Regions from separate parts of the Danio rerio genome. Here region 2 is linked to region 1. Evidence: chromatin contacts called from public HiChIP or PLAC-seq data. All regions are on one chromosome and are shown on one strand. Each heading gives the region's core, a stretch centred on a gene start, on an enhancer-like site or on the middle of the called end of the contact. The rest is flanking DNA. Distances are from core to core; before and after follow the strand shown.

Evidence for each region. HiChIP or PLAC-seq counts read pairs in DNA pulled down with a chosen protein or histone mark.
Region 2: a contact with region 1 is called in an H3K4me3 HiChIP or PLAC-seq map of embryo, with 6 times the contacts expected there. The contact joins the promoter of ccdc43 here to the promoter of itpripl2 in region 1. A contact is called at or near these places in 1 of 18 Hi-C or Micro-C datasets (embryo) and 1 of 4 datasets of contacts at active chromatin or transcription factors (embryo).

What each region holds. Positions count from the first base shown.
Region 1 is chr3:30,028,787-30,034,068 of GRCz12tu, forward strand. It overlaps itpripl2 (ITPRIP like 2), which reads right to left and starts at 2,910. Exons shown (of 1, transcript XM_068219060.2): 1 at 1-2,910. The coding sequence starts at 2,827. The coding sequence ends at 1,157. All of the region lies in intron 1 of LOC141381219 (a long non-coding RNA gene), which reads left to right.
Region 2 is chr3:30,388,696-30,393,977 of GRCz12tu, forward strand. It overlaps ccdc43 (coiled-coil domain containing 43), which reads left to right and starts at 2,363. Exons shown (of 5, transcript NM_200658.2): 1 at 2,363-2,568; 2 at 2,986-3,079; 3 at 4,171-4,306; 4 at 4,420-4,469. The coding sequence starts at 2,395. It also overlaps a transcript of LOC100534815 not described here.

The DNA of each region.
Region 1 (5,282 bases), core at 1,660-4,159:
CTGAGGGAAAAGATGATGCGCACACATGTTTGGGTCCCTGTAGACTCACAAGATGAAGTGAAGTTATGCCTCATCCTTCAGTGGGTCACTAAAAGTAATGAACTAAGGTGAACTGAAGCACAATTTATGATCTAACTCATCATTTGAATGCTTAAGCAATCAATTAAGCAATGCTGAAAGTGTTATGAAACAATGTCAATAATTTATTCATTAAAAATATGTAAAATATAGCTAGATCAAAATGTCATGTCATCATAGCATATGATTTTAAAACCTTCAAAACAGGATGTTCATCTGTTCATGCTGGCATTACTAATACTGTGTGGGTGTGGAAAAACTTTGGTGTTTATGTTGTTTTGACTAGTCACTACCAAGGCATCATGGTCACACTGAGTCAACTCAAGTCTAGCAGATCTCAGAAAAAAACCCAACAAACAATTTTGTGTTTAATAGGCGTCTGATAGACATCTAAACGTAGACCTTGTAAAACAAGGTTAATTTGCGCTGTCAGTGAAACTCTAATAGACATCGAAGAATAGGCCAAAACTAGACTAGTCGTCAGATAGACAGATTAGACCGACTTTAAATGTGTAGTCATTTATTTCTGTCTATTTAATGACTAGTCTAGTTTTGGCCTATTCTTAGATGTCTATTAGATTTTCACTGGCAGCCCAATTTTAGCCTTGTTTTAGCCGAGTCGACTGTTTAGATGTCTATTATAAAACAAATCTTTTTAAGACATCTTTTAAAAACAAAAAAAGTTTTTTTTCTCTGAAATGACCCCTAGACTAAATGTATAAACAGTCACTGGTCCTTTTTGTTTTAAAAATCTACATGTCTCTCCAGATATGATAAATAAATTTGCACAAAAAGAAAATCATTACAAAAGTGAAATTCAAGCAACATTTTAAAGCGAATTCTTCAATTACAGTACATACTGATTTATACAGTACCATGACTGATATGATTGATGTACTGCTGTACCTTTGTAATGCTACCATAATGGTCTAATCTAGTGCTTTGGCTGCTACCTTGGAGGCAAAAAAATATTTTTTAACAGAATTTAACAAAAACACTGATTTCAAGAGACATAAATGTCTTAAAATATGTAGCAGTTCATCACTGTGTGTTCAGTAATACCAGTTATAGTTGACCTTTACTCTGCATCAACATATTTGCAGCGGACTACTCTGCCAAGGCTGGTCCTCTGTGGTCGCCCGAGGCGAATAAGGCGAGGGAGGTGGTTCCAGGAGTAGGTCAGTCGGGCGGAGACCATATCGAGGGTGACGTCACTGAATTCTGCCCACAGGTTTGAGGGTACCATCTCCTTAACAAGCTTGGGCAGAGCAACAGAGTCTGGCAAAAGGCCATTAACACCTCCGAGGAGTAAATGGCAGAGAGCCCGAGACTGTAGGCTGTCCCTTAGACTGCGGAGAAGATCATCTAACCGGTCCACAAGGTTGCACTCGTCCCAGGCCTCAGGGGGTGTACTGAGCAGCAGACGAATCCATGCGGTCTTCAGAGCATAAGACGAAAGCACCCTTCCCCATTCTGCTCCAGACTGCTGGTCCAGCACCTCTCCACTGAGGTTACGGATCTCCTTTAGGAGTTGAAGGCACTTCAGATGGCAGGAGTTGGAAGGCAGTCTACCTTTCAGGCATGTCAGCAGTCTCTGCTCCTGTCTAGGAAAATACACAGTCCAAAGGTCCTTTCCTTGCTGAGATGCCACCAAAAATCCTCCATCACTGAGAGGAAATGCTGGGATCAGCCGAATGCCCATAGATATGTGACAGCAGACGTAATCAGAGCGGGGGGTCATACGGAGGAGAACCTGCTGCTCTTCACTGAGAGAGAGACTGAGGGAGCAGCGCTGGTCAAAAGGGTAACGTACGGCAGCAAGGCAGCGCTGAGTGGCTGTGTAAAACCAGCGCTGGACAGAATCTGGACTCATCTTATAGACATTTTGAGAACTGTGCATGAATGTGTCAGTAAAGGCCTTGTGACGGCGTGTCCACTCTGCCTTGCGAGGTGTGTTCAGTGTGCACAGCGGTGGTCCTCTATGTTTGTCAGTGCAAGCGCTTGTCTCCAGTTTCAGCCCACGAGGAGCTCGCAGAGGTACGAGGATGTCAAAGCAATCAGGTGAGCCCACCTTGTGCTCCTCATAGGAGCTGCCAATCTGGATGAAGTCTCCCCTGAAGGCTAGAGAAGACTCTGGTGGGACATCAGTACGGCCCACCCTGACAAGTTCACTGACCAATTTGGCAACATGGGCTTTGCTGTGGCCTAGAACATGTGGAGAGAGGCGCACATGCCTCTCATAGTGATCGTCCAGTAGCTCTCGCTTGGAGACTCCCGACTTTCCATGCACCTCTAGGACTTTGTGGAAACCCCTTCTTACAGAGCCAGGCTGACCTGAGCAGTACCTTATAAAGAAGTAACACAGAATAAATGCCAGAATGTACTTGAAAAGTGTAACAACTCCTGGTCCCTGGTCAGCACAGTCGCTTCCTTGGTCCTCCAATCCTCTAAAGATGTACTGATGCAGTAGCAGCAGAGCAGTGAGGATGCAAGTGACCAAAGGCCAGAAAAACCTGAGGTTGAGGGTGTAAACACTCATCCTCCTCCTGCTCCTTCTCCAGTCCACTTCAGCTCTATAGGAATGGTCGGGGCTAGCCCATGCCGATCCACTCGTCCAGATGCTGAAAATGAGGCCCAGCTGATGTTCTTTCCACCACTTTGAACAAAAGTTGTCGTGTAAGGAAAAGTTCACCCTGTTGGGTTCCTTTACAGATGCGGCATGTGCCGAGGGCAAAAGCAGTCCTCTCATTCAGGATGTTTGAAAATCCCCCCTTTTGTCACTGTGTGCAACAGGAGCGCGGGCTCTCGGTGTGTGAGCTCAGAGGAAATGCCAAACTCTTGAGAGAGGAATTTCTGTTTAAAAAAGGGGCGTTCAAAACCCAGAGCCGGTCCACCCTCCTCCTCCCTCTTCTCTTAAAGAAACAGATCTCAGAAAGGGAAGTGCTTACTGACAAAATGAGCTGCATAAAGATTTACACAACATAACTACTTATACTAACTGCATGAATAACAAAAAGAACACAATATGATGAACATTTTAAATGTTAGTAAATGGTAATAGTAAAAGGTACAACAACTAACCACAGTTCATCAAAAAGTCTACCCTCATGTCAACACAAATTTGTATGATTTCCTTTTTTCCTCTGTAGAACAAAGACGCACATGTTTTGCATTCAAATAATCACAACTGTGTTCAAAAAATGCCAAGAATAATTTATAAAAGATGATGTCATCAGTACAGGGGTGTGGCCACTGTAAGCTACAGAGAAGAGATTGAGAATGTTTAGAGAAACACTGAACACACACACACACACACACACACACACACACGCACACACACACACACACACACACACACACGCTAAATATTTGACACAACCCTCTGTTAAGGGAGCGTCACAGAAAGATCTCTGTATCTTTGTTGATCCGTTACTGACCCCTAACCTCGGTGTGAGCCCTCCCACTGTCACCCACGACCTCGTGACACTGAACAAGAAACCACTGTCATCTCTCATTCAGCCCACAGACTACTGTTTGAACATAGCCTATTAATATTATCTTGCTTCATAAACACAAGGTATTTAAAAGAATTATTCAAAGCTTAGTCAAATAAAATTAATCACTCTATTCATATCCCAATCATATCTATTCAAAACACATGTAGTCCTGTGTAAAGAGTACAGAAAGTCAGTTCTCTCTTCACTTTATTTCAGACAGACCAAACAGAAAGAAACAGTTTTCCTACCCAGCACATGCCTCTGCCACATCCCTTAGATTTTTTTTTTCAAAACAAACGCCATGGCCATGAAGGTAAGGACACCTACGGACCCACAGCAACACCTGGCTAAGTCTCAGAAACCCATATGACCCCTCAGAGGATAAACATAGAGAATGCTCACTAAACATGGCTGACTGAACTGTTTAGATAACAATATAACTGCTCTGTTGGGATGAAGCAGATGTATGAGGAAGGAAGTAAACTTGAAACAGCAACGGACATGAGACAATTACCGCTACATTTCTGTCCAAGTACCTTCTTATCAAACTCTCTGTGCTATTTTGATCGGTGCTGCCCACTCTAAAAATACGAAGCTGTCTGAAGGGTCTCAACCAGTACTAAACAACAGATAAAGCACTAATGATTTCCAGAGAGGAGAGTTAAATGCAGCTTTGCTCCTGCTAAAAGAATGTCTTGTGGTTGGCATATGTCTTAAGGGGAGAAAAAACTAACAATTACATGATTCATAACGTCAAGTCTGAGCAAACACACAACTAAAACTTGTTTGTTGCAAGCTATGAGAATGCTAACAAAGAAAGAGAGAAGCAAATCTATTCTTCAGATCTTTACTGCTGGCGAACATGCACATATTCTGTGTATCTTTTCTCTATTTTAAGTCAATCTAAAAGTAGGTTTAGTTTGGAAAGCAGTTAGGACTGAAAGACATGTGATCTGTTCACAATGAACAACTCATGCAGTGTTTCCAGATGGGTCAGCTTCCTCTCACAAAGACTTATTACCAATGAAAGAATAGTGTGGCAGCTTCTGCATTATATTAAGCAATGCAAACACATGAAATAATAATAATAAAAAACTTTAGATGTAAGAGAGAAAAGGAGTAAATAGAAAACTTCACAAAGTCTGTTAAGGGTTACATGTGGTCGCAGTCTATGGCAGGCTGAAAGCTGAGGAGTATGTGTAGTTACACAGGGATTGCATCAGCCTCCTTCGCTGGATGTGAGTTTACAGTAGCTCTGCCCCCTAACACAACCTGCCAAACTAAACAGGCCTCTCAAGAACTTTTATCCAGTGCAGTCAGCATTAAAGACACTGAAGGCAGAGAAGGGAAAGATGTGGAGTATTATTTAAGCACTTTTAATAGCCTGTTTTCCTCTTAAACTTCAAACTAAATTCCCAAACTGTCGGTCTACTATATATAAAACACACTTAGTGAAATCCAGGCTCTCACAGCCTCTGAGGAGTGTCCAGACTGACTTCATGGCCTCATAGATTAAGTCATGGGAACCAACAGAGAGATGTAGGCAGCTGTTTCCCGCCTCTGCTACACAGATTGTGTTACAGGCTTTCGTAGATGCCCAAGTGATAAACAGCGTTCTTACATCTTTTCCAAATACAAATTAAAGCACTTTTAAAGCACTTTCCAGATGCATGTTCAAACTTTTCCAGCACTTTACAAGTGACAAAT
Region 2 (5,282 bases), core at 1,113-3,612, 360 kb after region 1:
AGTAAAATGAAAACATCATATCTATTAAATGATAGAAATAATAAGGGATCAAACTAAATGCTATTTTAAATATTTGAACACTTCAAGCTGGCTAATAGGTAAAAACACGTGGTTTGAAAAATAATGCACAGCAAAATCAAAAGTTTTAAATTGACAATTATTAGTATTTTGGGGCTGTACAGTGATCCGTGATCTTTAAAAACTTTTGAGATTTATATCTATTTATGAGCAATTCCAGCAGTATGGATGTGACATTTGCAGTAAAAACTGAAAACATAAATTCACAGAGAAAGTAAATGTTAATATTATTTTTAAACATAAGTTTATATCTTTCAAAACATCTAACCAGAGTTATGGGATCAGACAAATATCAATCTGTAAACATATCTTAGATTTTAAATAAGGAAAATAAACATGCATCTGCAAGTTTACAGTATACAACATACTTTGTAGAAATTCTGTGAATTAAACTGCACAACGAAAAGAAATAATGCTAATCAACAGGATAAGAGTCGACTCACTATAGAACAAACATGACTGATTTTATTTGACATTTTTTGCATTTATGAGAAATAAGCTCCATTCCCTTACAAAAATTACCTGCAATATTTTATGTGGTAAACCATCAAATGTACAACACAAAAATTATGTGGTAACTGTGTAGTACTTTGTTGTTTTTTGGGATGTTTTACCACAAGATTCTGTGCCGTACAGTATCTAATACTCCTGTAGTATTCTTGTGGTAGTGTGTGGTATCACTTTAATATATCTGTAGTATTTACCACAGAATTTTGTTGTTCATCATGTAATATTCCTGTAGTATTCTTGTGGTGTGTGTGGTATCACTTTCATATTTTGGTAGTATTTACCACATAAGTCTGTTATACAATTTGCAATATTACTGTGATATTCTTGTGGTAGAGTGTGTGGTATTACTGTCATATTCCTGTAATGTTTTTGTGGTAGTGTGTGGTATTTTATGTGGTAAACCATCAAAAGTACAAAACAAAATTATGTGGTAATTGTGAAGTACTTTGTTGTTTTTTGGGACGTTTTTACGTAATTTACGCTTTTACGTAGGACGTAATTACGGTTGTGACGATGTAAAATTGACACTTGTGTGACTTTGGTCAATCAAATATAATTGTGTGTTGTTTGAAAACATTAACAGAAACATTTTAAGTATTTTTAAATCACTGTAAAACACTAGCTTGGACAAAAAAACACAAACTGTTTAGCTATTTAGGCGAAAACTTAATTGTTTTCATTGCAAGGTTGACATGCAAAAATGTTACACACATACTGTCTGCTATGGAATGCAAAAACTAAGAAGCTTATTATGTCGAAATCATCAGTCTTTCAAAATGTCAAAACATCATTTATGCTGTAAATATACCTGACATGATTTTTTTTGGGGGGGTATACATTACTGTTACACTAAAACACATTTACTGGGTGCCTTGATTACATAAAACGAACAATTTGCAATTTGTTTACGTTTTTACGTTGGCCACAGAGACCTTATAGAAATTACAATATGACCCAGCAGTCTTTACAGTGTTAAGCATGAAAACGTAATCTACATCAAATCATAGTTCATCTACAACAGGGGTGCTCAACCCTATTCCTGGAGATCTACTGTACCTTCCTGCAGATTTCAGTTGCAACCATTATCAAACACACCTGTCTGTAATTATCCAGTGCCGTTCAGGTCCTAATTAGTTGATCAGGGCTGGAGCTGAACTCTGTAGGAAGGTAGATCTCCAGGAACAGGACTGCGCACCCCTGATCTACAATAATGAAATGCCAAAAGAATTACAGGCCTCAGCATGATCGAAGTCGTATAGCACTAGTTCAGCCCCAATTATGATTCCCATGTGAAAGGACACTTCATGCATCAAGCCAATAAAATGTTAATATGTACGCCATGTATTAACCACTTTCTAAAATAAAATAAAAATCAATCCTACCTGCAGTTCAGAAGCATCCTGCGGTGTTTCACCTGGATAAGGACATCCACCTGTGACTTCAAGCTTCTCCTATGTAGTTGATTGGCAAACATTGCCCTCTAGTGGCCAGCTTTTAGTTTTAAAGATCAACATTATATCATGTTGCCGCGCACCTTAGGCCCTCATGCACTTAAGTTATGAGCATTTAAATGTTCAACTTCTCACGGAAAATGAAGTACATGAATAACAAGCTAAATTTTATTCATGGTATAAAAAGGAGAAAAACGCTAATAGAAATTAACAAAAAGTAGAAGTATTAGTAAACAAGTTTTTGTATTTAAAACAAATGCATGCGAATGTCCCACAACCCCACAACGGTCCCACATTTGTGTCTGGCGTTCTGTGCGGACACCCCAACTCACTCTCAGGACCCCAGCCAGGGAAGATGGCGGCGCCCGAACAAATCGCCGGGGAGTTTGAAAACTGGCTGAATGAGCGGCTGGACTCGCTTGAAGTTGACCGAGAAGTTTACGGAGCTTATATACTTGGGGTGCTTCAGGAGGAGGAGAGCGATGAAGAGCAAAAGGACGCTCTTCAAGGCATTCTGTCCGCTTTTCTGGTCAGTGCACGCGCATATTCTGTGCACGCTCACCTCAGCTGTCAAGATATTTCACGCGAGTGGCATTTCCTCTTGGGATCCTGTAAACTGTAAACACTGCTGTGACAAACTCGTTATGAACACAAAAGATAATAATATATCGTAACCTTAATTGTTTTATTTATTCATTTGAGCAGTAAACGTGTGAAAGGTGATCAAACGCCTGTTGCGATTGTCAGAGGTTAAATTCAGTATTATAAACAGTATTTACTCAAATAAATACCATTTGTCTTCACCTATACCTTTAAACGAAAGTATGTTGATTTATATATGTATATTTAAATAAGGTGTCTAAGCCCTCTGTAATCGTCAAAATACAGTCGTTGGCATGAACATTTTAGACATATTTTATAAACTGAGTTTACTTTATTTTGATAGGAAGAAGAGACGCTTGAGGAGGTTTGCCAAGAGATCTTGAAACAGTGGACAGAGTGCTGTAGCAGATCTGCAGCAAAGAGCGATCAGGCGGATGGTAAGTTCAGTGTTGGCATTAGAAAAGGAACTGACTGGGATAATACTGTAATTGTGGTGCACTTCTATGCATGTGCAGTATTTATAACTCGATTGCATAACGTTTATCGGAATGCACTATACATGCTGTGAAATCTTAACAATAAACATATATAAACATTTACTGTATATAACATTCCTACCAGTCATTCAGCTTGTGGTGACATTTTATTTTTTGTGGTTGTTTAATTCTGTCAGTTTAAAGTGTCAATAAAGACACATCACTCATTCCAGACATGCATACTCAAGATTTTGTATTATTTTTATCATTAAAGTGAAAATAAAACATTTCTAATTAAAATGTTTTTCATTATATTTTATCAAAGCGTACTAACAAAAATACTGTGCTGTTTCCAGAAATCTTTAACATTTTTAATAATATTTCTTTAGCAAATCAGTGAATTAGATGTTTCTGTATATGAAGAGTTTAGATGCAAAACCTCTAAATACTATTTCATATTTTCTTCTAATATTAGCATTTTTCTCAGACTCCTGTTTGTGGGCTCAACGAATAAGTTATTTTCGTTGTTTTTAAAGGAAATAACTGCATAGAAGGCTGAAAACAAAAAGCTCATTTTAGGAAAAAAATTTGGACGGCATAAAGAGGTTTTTGCATCTGAACTCTTCATATATTATTAAAATGCAGTCTTGTTAGGACTTATTTTAAAAACAGTTTTAAAAAAATCTTCCTGACCATAAAATTTATGACTTTTAATATTTTCTTTTTCAACATTTTAAGCCATCTTGAAAACATGGCTTGCAATGTTTTACTGTTTTATTTATTTTCAGCTGTTTTTTTTATATACAAGTTTATTTAATGAGTGAGTACGTAATGCATCCTTCAAACCATGTACAGTGAGTCTATAATAAGTGTTTATATTCAGCCTGTCAGGTTGATCCCTGCTGTAGAGTTGCCCAAGACATTTGCGAGTCCTCATGTTACTAAACAGAGAAGTAGACTCAGAGAAGCAGAGCCACAACAATGTTATGCGGGAAGCGTCCAGTTTTTCCAAAAAAAAAAAAAAATAGTGCTTTGCTTTGTTTTGTTTTAAGCTGAAGTTCAGGCCATTGCTAGTCTGATAGAGAAGCAGGCACAGATTGTGGTCAAACAGAAGGAGGTGTCAGAAGATGCCAAGAAGAGGAAAGAGGCTGTTCTTGCTCAATATGCCAATGTCACAGACGACGAAGAATATCCTTTTAATGCATATATGCTGTTGCGTTGTCTTCTTGTGTCTGAACCTCTGTTAAGAACAAAGCATCTCTAACTCTCTTGTGCAAAAGCAGTTTCCTTAATATTTGTACTGAAGCTGAAGAGGAGGAGCAAGTCCCAGTGGGGATACCCAGTGACAAATGTATCCTTTTTCACACCATCTCTCACAGGTCTCTCTAGTGGAACATCTCGATCACGAGAATGAGCTGATGTGTCCTAGCACTTTAAAGTCTTCATCATCCGGAGGATGCTGAGACTTTTGTTTCAGTATGTTGATTTACTTCCAACTGAAATGAAATATTGAGTAGGGGGGGCAGGTGTTTTTATTTCATCATTCCCTCACATCAAACTAACGGTAAGAGGGGCATGGTGACGAATATTGTTGCTAAAAATGCCAAACTGACATCATCAAAGAAGGACCACCACTACGAACACAGAAGCAAGTGGTCAGACTTTGATTGAAGATTACCAAAACATTTTCTTTCATTGGATTAACTTGCATCAATGTGTGATAGCAAAATAAACTTTGTCAATTTTGTTTTCACACGGACTTTAAAGGTATAGTTCCCCCAAGACGTGCTGTTAATTAACTTGCACTCAGGCCGTACAAGATGTAGGTGCAGTAACTGAAGAATGAAGAAGTTTTGGCTGAAACTGTGATCTTTGGTGATTCACAGACTTCTTCATAAGAACTGAATGTATTATCAGGAACAATAGTTATTATTATTTTTAGATTATTATAATAATTTTAACTCTGGAAGTGTTTTTATGAGAATTTTATGAGTAGCCATAGTCTCAATAAAAAAATCTGTTCTATTGTTTTATTAAGAGAGGGGTACACCTACATCTAGGATGGACTGAGAATAAATGAAGCAAAAGGGTGAACTATCCTTTTAAGTAGTTGAGTATCTAGTGCACTTATAAGAACAGGTGCAGTATCTGCACTGAATAAATC